Linked DNA regions of Zea mays: region 1 is linked to region 2. The links are chromatin contacts, called in public Hi-C maps. All regions are on one chromosome and are shown on one strand. Each heading gives the region's core, a stretch centred on a gene start, on an enhancer-like site or on the middle of the called end of the contact. The rest is flanking DNA. Distances are from core to core; before and after follow the strand shown. Region 1 overlaps LOC103640742 (U3 small nucleolar RNA-associated protein 25). Region 2 holds the start of LOC100191896.

The links. Hi-C and Micro-C count contacts between places; a contact is called where the count stands out from the background.
Region 1: a contact with region 2 is called in a Hi-C map of leaf, with 3 times the contacts expected there. The contact joins the enhancer-like site here to the promoter of LOC100191896 in region 2. A contact is called at or near these places in 10 of 25 Hi-C or Micro-C datasets (bundle sheath, ear, endosperm and 4 more) and 1 of 3 datasets of contacts at active chromatin or transcription factors (leaf).

Annotation. Positions count from the first base shown.
Region 1 is chr10:4,168,827-4,174,826 of Zm-B73-REFERENCE-NAM-5.0, reverse strand. LOC103640742 (U3 small nucleolar RNA-associated protein 25) reads left to right here. Exons shown (of 23, transcript XM_008664232.3): 14 at 857-921; 15 at 1,179-1,225; 16 at 1,317-1,376; 17 at 1,607-1,678; 18 at 2,030-2,059; 19 at 2,326-2,420; 20 at 2,513-2,618; 21 at 2,727-2,789; 22 at 2,878-2,949; 23 at 3,121-3,518. The coding sequence ends at 3,195. Among protein-coding and RNA genes, the nearest start is that of LOC103640742, 26 kb to the left of the region's middle. Within about 2 kb of position 4,071, at least 20 of the 20 cell types and tissues checked have an H3K27ac peak or open chromatin away from gene starts, as enhancers often do. A contact at or near this core is called in bundle sheath, ear, endosperm and 3 more, where this site is marked.
Region 2 is chr10:4,124,853-4,130,359 of Zm-B73-REFERENCE-NAM-5.0, reverse strand. It overlaps LOC100191896, which reads left to right and starts at 2,591. Exons shown (of 6, transcript NM_001358377.1): 1 at 2,591-2,780; 2 at 3,116-3,249; 3 at 3,592-3,803; 4 at 4,042-4,239; 5 at 4,330-4,389; 6 at 4,725-5,097. The coding sequence starts at 3,162. The coding sequence ends at 4,886.

The DNA of each region.
Region 1 (6,000 bases), core at 2,822-5,321, 43 kb before region 2:
GCGGTGATGCCGGAAGTATGACTCACATTTGTTGATGAACAGCATCGGATCGACGGAGCCGTCGAAGCGGGGGAAGTCCCACTTGCGGTGCTGGAGGTACGGATCGTGGTCGCGCTGCCCCTCGGGTCGCCGACCGTGGCCCCCGTTGTCCGAGGCCGACACAGACTTGTCCTTCATGGCCGCCATGTCGAACTGCAGCGTGTTGACGTCCGTGCGGAGTGCCCGCAACTCAGCGAGGACGTCGGCAATGGTGGGCTCGGCCATGGCTGTGGTGGAGGCTGGGAAAGGTGGTGGCGTTGGCGGCTGCTGGGCGTGGTTGGAGCGGGTGGGTGAGGATCGACGAGACCGTGATACCAGGTTGTCAAGGACGCCAAATCCCCGACTGGCCGGACCCCGGCTACGTAACTCGTAGCCGCTGTCCGTCACGCCGGCGAGGTTATACCCCTCAGCCGTCGGTTTGTAGAGAAGAGAGGGAGATTAGGACTGAATTATTGCTTATCCCAAATGATGTCTCGTACATGCTTATATAGCCACAGAGGGGGCAGCTATAAGGAAATAACTAACAAGGAAACAACTCACAAGGAAATAACTCACAAGGAAATAACTAACAAGGAAACGACTAATAAGGAAATAACTAACACAGGAAACAATTGATTAGGTGGCTAACTTTCCTTCTAGCCACTTGCCTTCCCTTCCTGTGTCCTGGCTGCGTGCTCTGTTCCCCTGCGCACATCACGCGCGCGCCTGGCGTATGTGCGCCCGCACATCACACAATTTTCATGGTTATTTATTATTAATTATCTGTGTATCCTCAAACTATGTCCATATTAATTAAGCTTGTGCATTGATGTTCAAGGTACTTGGATCAGCATGCACAGTACTATCGGCAGACAATACTGTTAAGCTCATACCTTACACCAGGTATGGATTCAGCTGGAAAGTGGTTGTAACCTGCCCCCTTCTCTCTTGTTTTCAGTAACGTAGAAACTGATGCTCAACGCGACGCGACTAGTTATTATGCACGGGAACCGCGAAACCTTGATTTGTTTTATTAGGTTGATAAATGATAAGATAATGATGCTATGCAGATTTCTTTTGCATCTATTACATAGTTGTCCATTTGTTTGTTCATACGCCTATGTGAATTTCAAAGCTCAACTGGTTTCCATGTTATGCAGAGATTAATGCTTTATTTAACGGATTATGCTTAAATTATGAAGGAAAGGTATGCCATGATTGAAATCACTGGGTTACCCCCTCTCCCAAAAAAGGGATTACATGTATTGTTGAGCTAATAGTTTTAGGACTTCTACTAGATTAAAATGGTGACCGAGTATGCAGGAGTTCTTCCCAAAATACAACTTGAAGTGCGGCAGGTGAACACTCTTATCCATCTTGATTCTGCTACGTTGTTGCATATATAGTGAATAAAACTTGAATTTTACTCGTAGATATATTTTTGTAAACAAAGTCTTTATGCCATGGATTCAGATTTCAGAATCCTCCTGAGTTAGACTAAAGTTCATGCATAATTTTATATCTTATCTTATTTACCAAAACAGCACTTGAATATTCTAATCGTTTTCAATGTGCAATTACTAAACAGGTGTATGAAAGATTTGATGCATCTTCTATTGCTGAAGCTGACGGTGCTCGTTTTGATTATTTCTGCAACAAGGTCTGTTCTTTTGTGGTTGTATAAGATATATATCTGCCAATGTAGTGGCCTTAGCTCAATAGTATTATTCTTATAATGAAGGAATACTAGTTAACAGAATAATCTAGCAACTTTGTACAATCCTTCAGAGTGTACTTAGGCTAGTTCAAATTCTACACGCACCCTAGCAGATCGATCTATCTTGACAGTCTAGTCAGTAAACTTATCTGATAACCAACTAACTGATCTTATCAACAACAACAATTCCAGAGTTTTTATTTCACCACTTTTTGTTGTCCATTCCATATCTAAATGTGTAATAATATATTGTTTAATGCATCTGACCTTTTTATATTTTATGATGTTTTACAGGTATATCCAAAGATCCAGGACTTGGATGAGGTATGCTCTATTCTGTTATGTTCGAACGTTCAGTTGTATTTGATACTTCTGAAATTCTGTAGGAACTTAGTTCCTAATGCTCGGCATCTCCTGTAAATATTGATAATGTTAAGGGGGGTGTCTGTATGGTATGGGTGTTGCACTTTACAACTCTTCTTCTTGATGAAACGATGCACGCGTATTTGAGAGAAAAAAATATTGACAATGTTCATGCTTCTACAATGACTATCTCCTGCAAGATTTGCTAACTGTCTAGTGCAACGCAGGGTGGGCTGCTGCTATTCGTCAGTTCGTATTTTGAATACATTCGAATAAGCAATTTCTTAAAATCCAAGGAAGCGTCCTTTTGTCGAATCGGAGAGTGAGTAGACATTCCTTGTCACTAGAGATTATTTTTATCAGTCCAGCCTTGAGACAAGCGGTATTCATCTCAATGCTCTCCTCCCAAATCAGGGCTACGTCTCAGCAGGATATATCCCGTGCAAGGCTCTGGTTTTTTGAGGGCAAGAAAAAGATCTTGCTTTACAGCGAAAGATCTCACTTCTACCACCGATACAAGGTGACATCGTCTGGAGCGTTACTTGTTATTACACTGTGCAGTTCATGTTGTTTCTGTGTTTGGTGTATCGTCTATGTTGTTGTTCATGGTTATTTTCTTGACGTGCAGATCAGGGGAACGAAGCATCTACTAGTCTATTCGTTGCCTGGGAGAAAAGAATTTTATCCGGAGGTACTGACTAAAAAAAACTGTGATTTTTTCACTGCTTCATCTCACGGTTTAAAGTTAACGCTCCTTGGGTTTGTATCTTCCTTTTCAGCTTGTAAATATGCTGGGCGAATCAGAAAACCGCAAGTGCAACGTCCTCTTCTCTCGTCTAGACCTTCTCAAGGTGAGTTCGCTGTTTCACTTAGCTTGGTTAAGCAAACTCTAGTGGTCTCTCGCCCAGCTACGAATTCCATGTTCAGCTGTTCAGTTTGCAGTGTGAAGAAATCTATCTTAATCTCTGTATGACATGATCTGGATCCAAGATGAGATTTCGTTTCTTGCTGCTAACTTGCAGTTGGAGCGGATCGTTGGGAAGTCTTCGGCGCGAAGGTTGATTTCCTCGGAGAAGGGCATGTTTGTCTTCTGCTGATGTAGCAGCCTAGCCCGTACTGTAGAGCAGGCGAATGGTTTTATACATTGATCCCTAGCAAATGTACCCACAGCAGGGGGTCACGTTGTTGTTTGCCTGTCAGGCAAGAATCTGGACCATGTTATGTAGGCAAAAAAAAAAAAAAATCTGAATCCCGTTTGTACGGCTAACATTATACTTTTATGCCCCTATTTGTTTCCATCAAACTTATAGATTATATAGTCACCTAATGACTTGCTTATTTGTTATCATAGTCTAGGTATGTAAATTATATATTCCATCTAATAATTTGTGTTATAATAATTTGTGTTGTTTGTTTGTTTTTTAACTTAGCTAAGTTGGATTATATAATCTAAAGTGTAAGACCATGTTTATTTCCTTCCAGGATTAAATAATGTAGCCTATAGATTATATAGGCCATGTTTGTTTTCTTCTAAAATTATATAATCTACCTTATTATATATTATATAAGCACTTATTGACATGTTTATAGATTATCATAATCTAGCTATCTAAATTATATAATCTACATAATAATATTGGTTATTTGTTTATATTTTAACTTATTTAAGTTGGATTATATAATTTTGAGGATAAATAAATATGGCTATCAACATCTAAATAAATAATCTAAATCTGGCCTAGATAAACACGGTCGAGTACTCCATATGCATGCACCACCGACGGTCCATGCAATCACATGGCAAGCCGGCTCGGCTGCGTGTGTGTCTGTCCGACCCTGTGTGCTCAGTACGTACGGAGTACGGAGAAGCGTATTAAAAAATAGTCTCGGGACGGGACGAGACGACAGACAGGCTGCTCTGACGAGCGAGCAGATCCCAGTCTCCCGGCCATCATTCCGATGCAGTCGCCTGACCTGACCTCCACACGACGACCCACGCCACGCCGCCGCCCCGGCGTGTCTTGCTCACCTCACAGTCACAGAACACAGCCAGCTAGCGTGTTTGGTAGGGCGGCTTTAGGCTCCCTCGGTCATCACGTGACAGGGACAAGTTTGTCTACAAAAAGTACGTGCATGTGCTGACATCATCTATTTGCAACAGGGTTTCAAAGTTTTAAAGCTTGTGTTTCTTAAAAATAAACCCTTTAGAAGGAACAGAGACCTGGTCAGATTTATCGAATCGATTTCGGTGTTTAAGCGAGCAACCTTACCACCAAACAGATAGATAAATAAATAAATAAAATAGTCGATCGGGGTTCGCTCCTGTTGACGCCTTTTCGGAGCGCCAAATACTCAAGAAGAACCGGCGGCGGTGCTCTCTGGTCAGGCGCGGACGGTCCGGGGCCTGGGGCCGGACGGTCCGCGACCTGGCGCAGGGGCTAGGTTTTCCTGCCTGACGTCCGGACGGTCCGCGCCCTGGGGCCGGACGGTCCGCGCGTGTGCAGGGGCGGCGGAAGATCGCCGGCGGCGCCTGGATCTCGCTCCCGGGAGGGACCCCGTCGGGGAGGAGAGATCCTAGGGGTTGTCTAGGCTCGGGCCGGCCGACCTAGACTCCTCTAATCGACGTAGAGTCGAGGAGAGGCGGAGAATTTGGGGATCGAGAGGCTAAACTAGAACTAGGCTAGAACTACTCCTAATTGTACTGGAAATAAATGCGAATAGAAGTTGTATTGATTCGATTGTTGATGATTACAAATCGGCCGTAGACCTCTCTTTATATAGAGGAGGGGGGCTGGACCCTTTACACGACTGGATTCCGTGTTAATTCCGCAAATCTAGCCAACAAACATAGCACAAAACTCGGAACCCTAAACTGCTCTGCGCATGCGCGGACCGTCCGGCCCACAGGCGCGGACTGTCCGGACCGCGGACCGTCTGGCCTCAGGGCCGGACCGTCCGGCCGCTCAATACGGCGCTCAACATATGCCCCCCTGCCTTTTGGTGGAGCTGAGCAAACCAAAAGCAACTAACTCGATGTGATTACATCGGTTTTCTTAGGCATCCTGCCACATACTAGGATGGTACTGTTTGAGGAAACGCCCATTCAAAGCCTTAGGCAAGTCCTTGCCTTGTAATGTTTGCAGCAAATAGGCGTTGCCAGACATCACCTGTTTTACTTTATAAGGGCCTTCCCAGCTTGGTGACCATTTCCCGAACTTCCGGTCTTTACTCCTTAGAGGCAGAATGGTCTTCCACACCAGGTCCCCTACTTGAAATGATTTTGCTTTGACCTTCTTGTTGTAGGCCCTGGCTACCATGATCTTGTCTTTCTCTATTGCTCCCAAAGCTATCATCCTCTTGTCGGTCACCTCATCAATATTATCCATCATTGAATTATAATAATCAGTAGCATTTAAATCATTTTGTCTGGCGAACCTGACAGCATTCAAACTTATCTCCACAGGTAACACTGCTTCCTGCCCATAGACAAGCTCAAAAGGAGACACTTGAGTAGCCCTATGTTTAGATATCCTATGAGCCCATAAAGCTTCAGATAAAATCTTATGCCAATGTTTAGGATTATCAGATATCTTCTTTTTTATCAAATTAATCAATGTCCTATTACTAGACTCGGCCTGTCCATTGGCCTGAGCATAATATGGAGATGAATTAAGCAGCTTAATTCTGTATAATTCAGCAAATTCACGTACCTCCTTTGACATAAAAGAAGTACCTTGATCTGTAGTTAAGGTTTGGGGAATGCCGAATCTATGAATAATATGCTCAGTTATAAACTCGATTACCTCCTTGTGTGTCATGTTCTTTAGAGCAACGGCTTCAGTCCATTTGGTGAAGTAGTCAGTGGCAACTAACACAAACCGATGCCCCTTTGATGATGAAGG
Region 2 (5,507 bases), core at 1,342-3,841:
GCGGAGCGGCAGTCGTGAAAACCCGAGGATGACGAGTTCCGGAGGCCGCGGTTCGTTGGCGCACCGGACATGTCCGGTGCACACCGGACAGTCCGGTGAATTATAGCGCGCCGTCTTCCGAGAAATCCCGAGGGCGAAGAGTTTGAGTCTGAGTCCCCTGGTGCACCGGACAGGTACTGTGCACTGTCCGGTGGCACACCGGACAGTCCGGTGCGCCAGACCAGGGGTGCCCTCGGTTGCCCCTTTGCTCCTTTATTGAATCCAACACTTGATCTTTTTATTGGCTAGATGTGAACCTTTTGCACCTGTATAACTTATACACTAGAGCAAACTAGTCAGTCCAATATTTGTGTTGGGCAATTCAACCACCAAAATTATTTAGGAACTAGGTGTAAGCCTAATTCCCTTTCACAAGTTCCGTTTCTCCCTTAGGATCAAAATAACTTTGAATCGTGTATTGATACTATATCAGATAGACGGTTTCTTCTTTATTAAAGTTTATGTAGCCTGATGCAAGATTGGAGAGTGAATTGTGATGCCCAGCTTCGTATTCTGGTCTTGAAGCATTAGTGGAAGAAAAGGACAATCAAATCCAGAAGGTATATGCTACTTGTGACTTTTTCATGTGTATTCATCCCAACATCTTTGTACATGAAGAAACATAGTAACCATAGTGAACTAACTGCACATGTTGCATACGTCATTTAGCATGTCGGTTGTCTTCACTATGAAAATATGACGACTTCAATGACATGATGTAAAATTTCACTTGTTTGTTGTAGATAGAGAAAGAAATTAAGGAACTAAAGTTATGGCATGATTTCATAGGCGGAGTTCCTCATGGACATCGTCAGGAACGAAGAGATGGCGCTCATCGACACCGCTAGGAGAAGAAACTTATAAGTGATGGGTCTTTATAATCAAACAATTTTATGAGCTTAAAATAATTTTCTTAGTTTCTTTTATACTTAGCCCATGCATTTTCGTCCAGTTCACTTCTGAATTGTTGCTCCTTGAGAGCTTCTAGAACCCATGGAGAAAGTTACCAATTTGTGACATGATATTAGAAAGCTAGAAGTTTAAAGTTGGCATTCATACATGTTCTTAATGACATAGGCAAACTTAATTTAATTTTTACCAGCCGCAAGGAACTAACTGTTACATATTATAGTAAAAATAATTTTTATGAGCTACAATTCATTTGAAACATGATTACCCTTTATTATTTTTTACGCATTTGGTTTTATAACCGTGGTGGTCTCATGTATGATTATACAGATTTAGATAACGTATTCCCATTCTTCTATAATGTGTGGAGTCGTCAGATGTGCGACAAACCAGTTCTCTAGGTTGCTCCTAATGGACACTCCTTTGATGTACCCTTTATCATCTTTTGAGTTCTGACGGTGTAGAGTAGAGATGCCTGTTGATTGCCTCTTTGTAGATACTCTTTCTATTGCATGTGTATAAACTTCAGAGAGACTAGATTTGGGTTTAGTCATTTCATGTATTTAGTTTATTTATTAATTTTCATGATTTAGTTTAGTTTTGTATTGGTTGTTGCCAAAGAATTTGTAAGATTTTGAGGTCGATAGTATATATGATATTTGATTTATATAATCGTTGTGCACTGACATTTTATCAAATATTTTGTATACCGTTGCAACGCACGGGCATATACCTAGTAGATTTATATATGTAGCTTACGTAGGCAGGCAGGCAGGCTGGCTGGCTGGGCGGGAGGCCCGAAAGGCCCGCGCGCGCGCGCGCCAGGCACAGGAGGCGAACACGGCGGCATGGTGGTGATGCACTGCACTGCACTTGAATACTTGATTGATGGAGTCCGCCCACCCACATCCTTTTGGCGCGGCAGGCGGCCTGCCAAGATGCTGCTGCACTGCAGCTGCAGCTGCAGCGACGCCGACGCCCCGACCGAGGTCAAAAAAGGAGGTGACCCAGCCCCCGCATCTGCATGCGGATCCTCCTGGGTACGGAAATCCAGGGAAACCCATATTCTTCGGGCCTCGCCCTCGTTTCACGCCCGTCCTACTCCTACTGTTTGCGAGTGCGCGCCGTCGATGCGTTGCTTGCTCTCTCTACTCTACTACTCCGACTCCGATGCCGGCCCGTCGTCACTGTTTCACGTGGTTGGTTTGTTGGGTCAAAGTCAATCCGCCCCGGCCGGTTTGTCAAACGCTCCTGACACGGGTACACGTACGCGGCTCGGCTCGGCTGTGCCTGTTTTTTTTTAAAAAACAAACGTTTGGGGAGCGTGCTGGGGTACTCTAAATTCCTGTTACAAACAAACAAACAAACAAACAAAGGGACAACAAAAAAAAAATACACGGCGCTCGAGTGCGGGCTCGTCGTGCTTCACGCATGGTAGGACGCCGCATAGTGGCTGGTTTGTCCGTGTATCTGATTGGTTACAACGGATACTACTACCTACCTCCTCCGACTTGTCCGGTGGGCTTGGCAGCCTGCACATGTTGGGCCGGACCCGGACCCGGACCCGGACCGGGGGAGGGCCTGTACCCCTCCTCGGTTTCTTGCCGTGCCGAACGACCCCAAGTCCCCAACACGGAACGGAACCGTCAATCCGCTACGCCACAGCAACGACCAACCGGAGCCGCCGCCGCCGCCGCCGACGGGGACGGGGACAGGGAAACCACCACCACCACCACCGGCCATATTAACAGCTGCGCGTGCACGGTGGAGTTCTACTTCCGCCCGCGATTCGACTCGACTCGACTGCTCGTTCCGTCTCGACCTTCAGGCGGGTGAGGCGACCTTTCCTTCCCCCTCAATTCTCTGTATTTTTGCTCGCCCACCCGGTCCGTAATCTGCAATCTCGCCGGCGATGGGTGGGTGGGGGATGTCCGATCGCTTGCTTCGATGATTGAGCCCCCCTTCCTCCGTTGCTCTCCGTCCCCCCACCCTCCCGCCCCGATCGGCTTCCCCAGTGGATCTCTCGTCGTTCAGGGGGTTGGTTCCATGTGTTCCGCCGGATCTGGAAGTGGGGCTACCCTGGGATCCTGGCTAACCGAAACGAACTGGAATTCGTTTTAGAGCACCCTACCGCACGTAACAGTATATTTCTTCCTTCCCATGGCAGGTAAGCAGGTTGACCGTCCGCGAATTCACCGTATCCCGGGATACGTATGGGTTCCAAAGCGTCCTTCCGCGTCACGCTCCTCTTGCTGCTCCTCGCCGCCGCCTGGGGACCTGCTGCACAGGCCGACGACGCTGGTATTGGTAACAGGCTTTGCCATCCTTTTGGTTGTCTTCTAATCACATCTTGGACTCCACTCCATTATCTGCTGCTAGCTGCTGCACCTTTTTTTTGACTACTTAGTTAAAACCCGGTTTCCAAACCGTTATTAGCGGCTAAAACTTAGCTGAGAGATCTAGAGCCGGTGGTCTATTTGAGAGGTTTGGAACGGGTGATCTAATAGGCCATCTAATTGTTTGCCTATATCTCTCAAATAGCTGTTACTTGTTATCTGCTCCAACCCAATTCTTCCTTACTATTAGTTGTTGTTGGACCATACCCAATTCACTGCCCTCTCACTTTTTCTCCATCTTGCACAGCTGAGCTCCCGGATCATATTGCTATTACCTTGAAGGAGCAGGTTTCTTCGACCAAGATTCCTGTCCGTCTCAAGAGTGGCAGCCCGCTGTGCTCAGCCTGTGAAAACTTCACGGGCAAAGCTGTCAGTTATATCAGTGAGAAACAGACGCAAGATAAGGTCATGGGATTCCTTCATGACGCTTGCTCTCAGTCATTCTCGTTTGAACAGAAGGTGATCATCTTGAGCATGTTTTGTATGTTCTTATAACCAGTTGTGTGTGTGTATTGTAGAGAGTTAAAATACTGCCGTGGTTGCAAGATATGTTAAATAAATTTCATAAACATTTGGTTTCCATACTGCATAGTACATACTGCTGGAAGGTGCCCCCCCCCCCCCCCCCCCCCCTAAAAATGAACTACTATGTGAGTTTACCGTAATTTTTCTCTTGACAGCTGCGCTATCCCTGCAGTGTGATGAATTGATGGACTCTTACGCAACCCTCCTGTTTGCCAAGATCACGGAGATCAAACCAGAAGCGTTCTGCAAACAGTATGGCCTGTGCAGGGGCACGGCTCTTTTCTCTGGTGTGACAAGTGACAGCACATGTGTGTTCTGCCACCACCTGCTTGATGAAGTTATGTCCAAACTGAAAGATCCGGACGCGGAGGTAATTAGCTTCGCGCGCCATTTACGTGCTTCACTACCACGAGTTGCCATTCTTTGTCTGACGTCTTTCCCACTTGTTTGATGCCTGTAGTTTGAGATAATTCAGATTCTTATCAAGGAGTGCAATAAGATTGAAGGCCACGTCCAGCAGGTAAGCTATTTGGCTCGTTCATGTGCGAACTTTTCACGCCCCACAACTCACTCAGTATATGTCAGAATAAACAATCTGAATGACCTGCAGAAACGCTACTATTTGGCTCGTTCATGTGCAAACTTTTCACGCCCCCACAACTCACTCAGTATATGCCAGAATAAACAATCTGAATGACCTGCAGAAACGCTTGGTTCTTTATTGAAAAAATATATATATCCAGAGATGCACATGCACAACTTACTTATATCAGGAACCGTCTTCTAACTTGCTCGGTTGATTTGTGATGGCGTGCAACAAAATGGCATGGGCTGATCTTGTTTTCTTGCTGGCAGTGCAAGCGACTGGTCCTGCAATACATTCCCCTCATCCTGGTGAACGGCGAGAAGTTCCTCGAGAAGAACGATGTTTGCGCGCTCGTACAGGCTTGTCCAGCCACCCATAAGAAGACTTTCAGCTCAGTCTTGAAGGGAGCCTTGTTGCTGAGTGACGCTTGAAGGTTGGAGAAGAACACGCAAAGCGTTTAGCAGTGGTTGGAAATAGTGTGTCCAAGTGCCGTGTTTGTACATATAATTGTCATATGAATGCATGAAGACGTGTCTTGTGCCCTGCATTGTTTTCATCTTGTATCATAATTCATAAACACGTTGTATTTATGGACATCCACAGGGGGTGAAGGTTAAAATATATTTGTATCATAATTCATATAAGCACATTGTCTTGAGCTACGGTGCAGTCAGTCAATTTATATCCAGAAAATTTCAGCGCTGGTGACTAGAAACCGCAGATGCTGCGGTATTTTATTTGCAGCAAAATTTTAAGGTTTCAGAGCACGAAAGGGTAATGTTTTTTTTTTCAGAAACAAGAGAAACTTCCATTGCATCAAAGCAACACGACTCATTTCGTTCAGTGGTTGCTTCGATCAACGAAAGCATTGCTCCTAAAATGATGTCCTGATCATGCACTTGCACTTTGACCAGAGAATGAATTTTGCTCAAGGTGGGCACGGGATTCGCTGGATCTCGCCTAAACAATGACTCTTCCAGGCACATCACATGGCTGGCCGATGCAGGAGGCATAGGACTGCGGATGCGGAAGAGTAGAGTCAACCCAAGCCG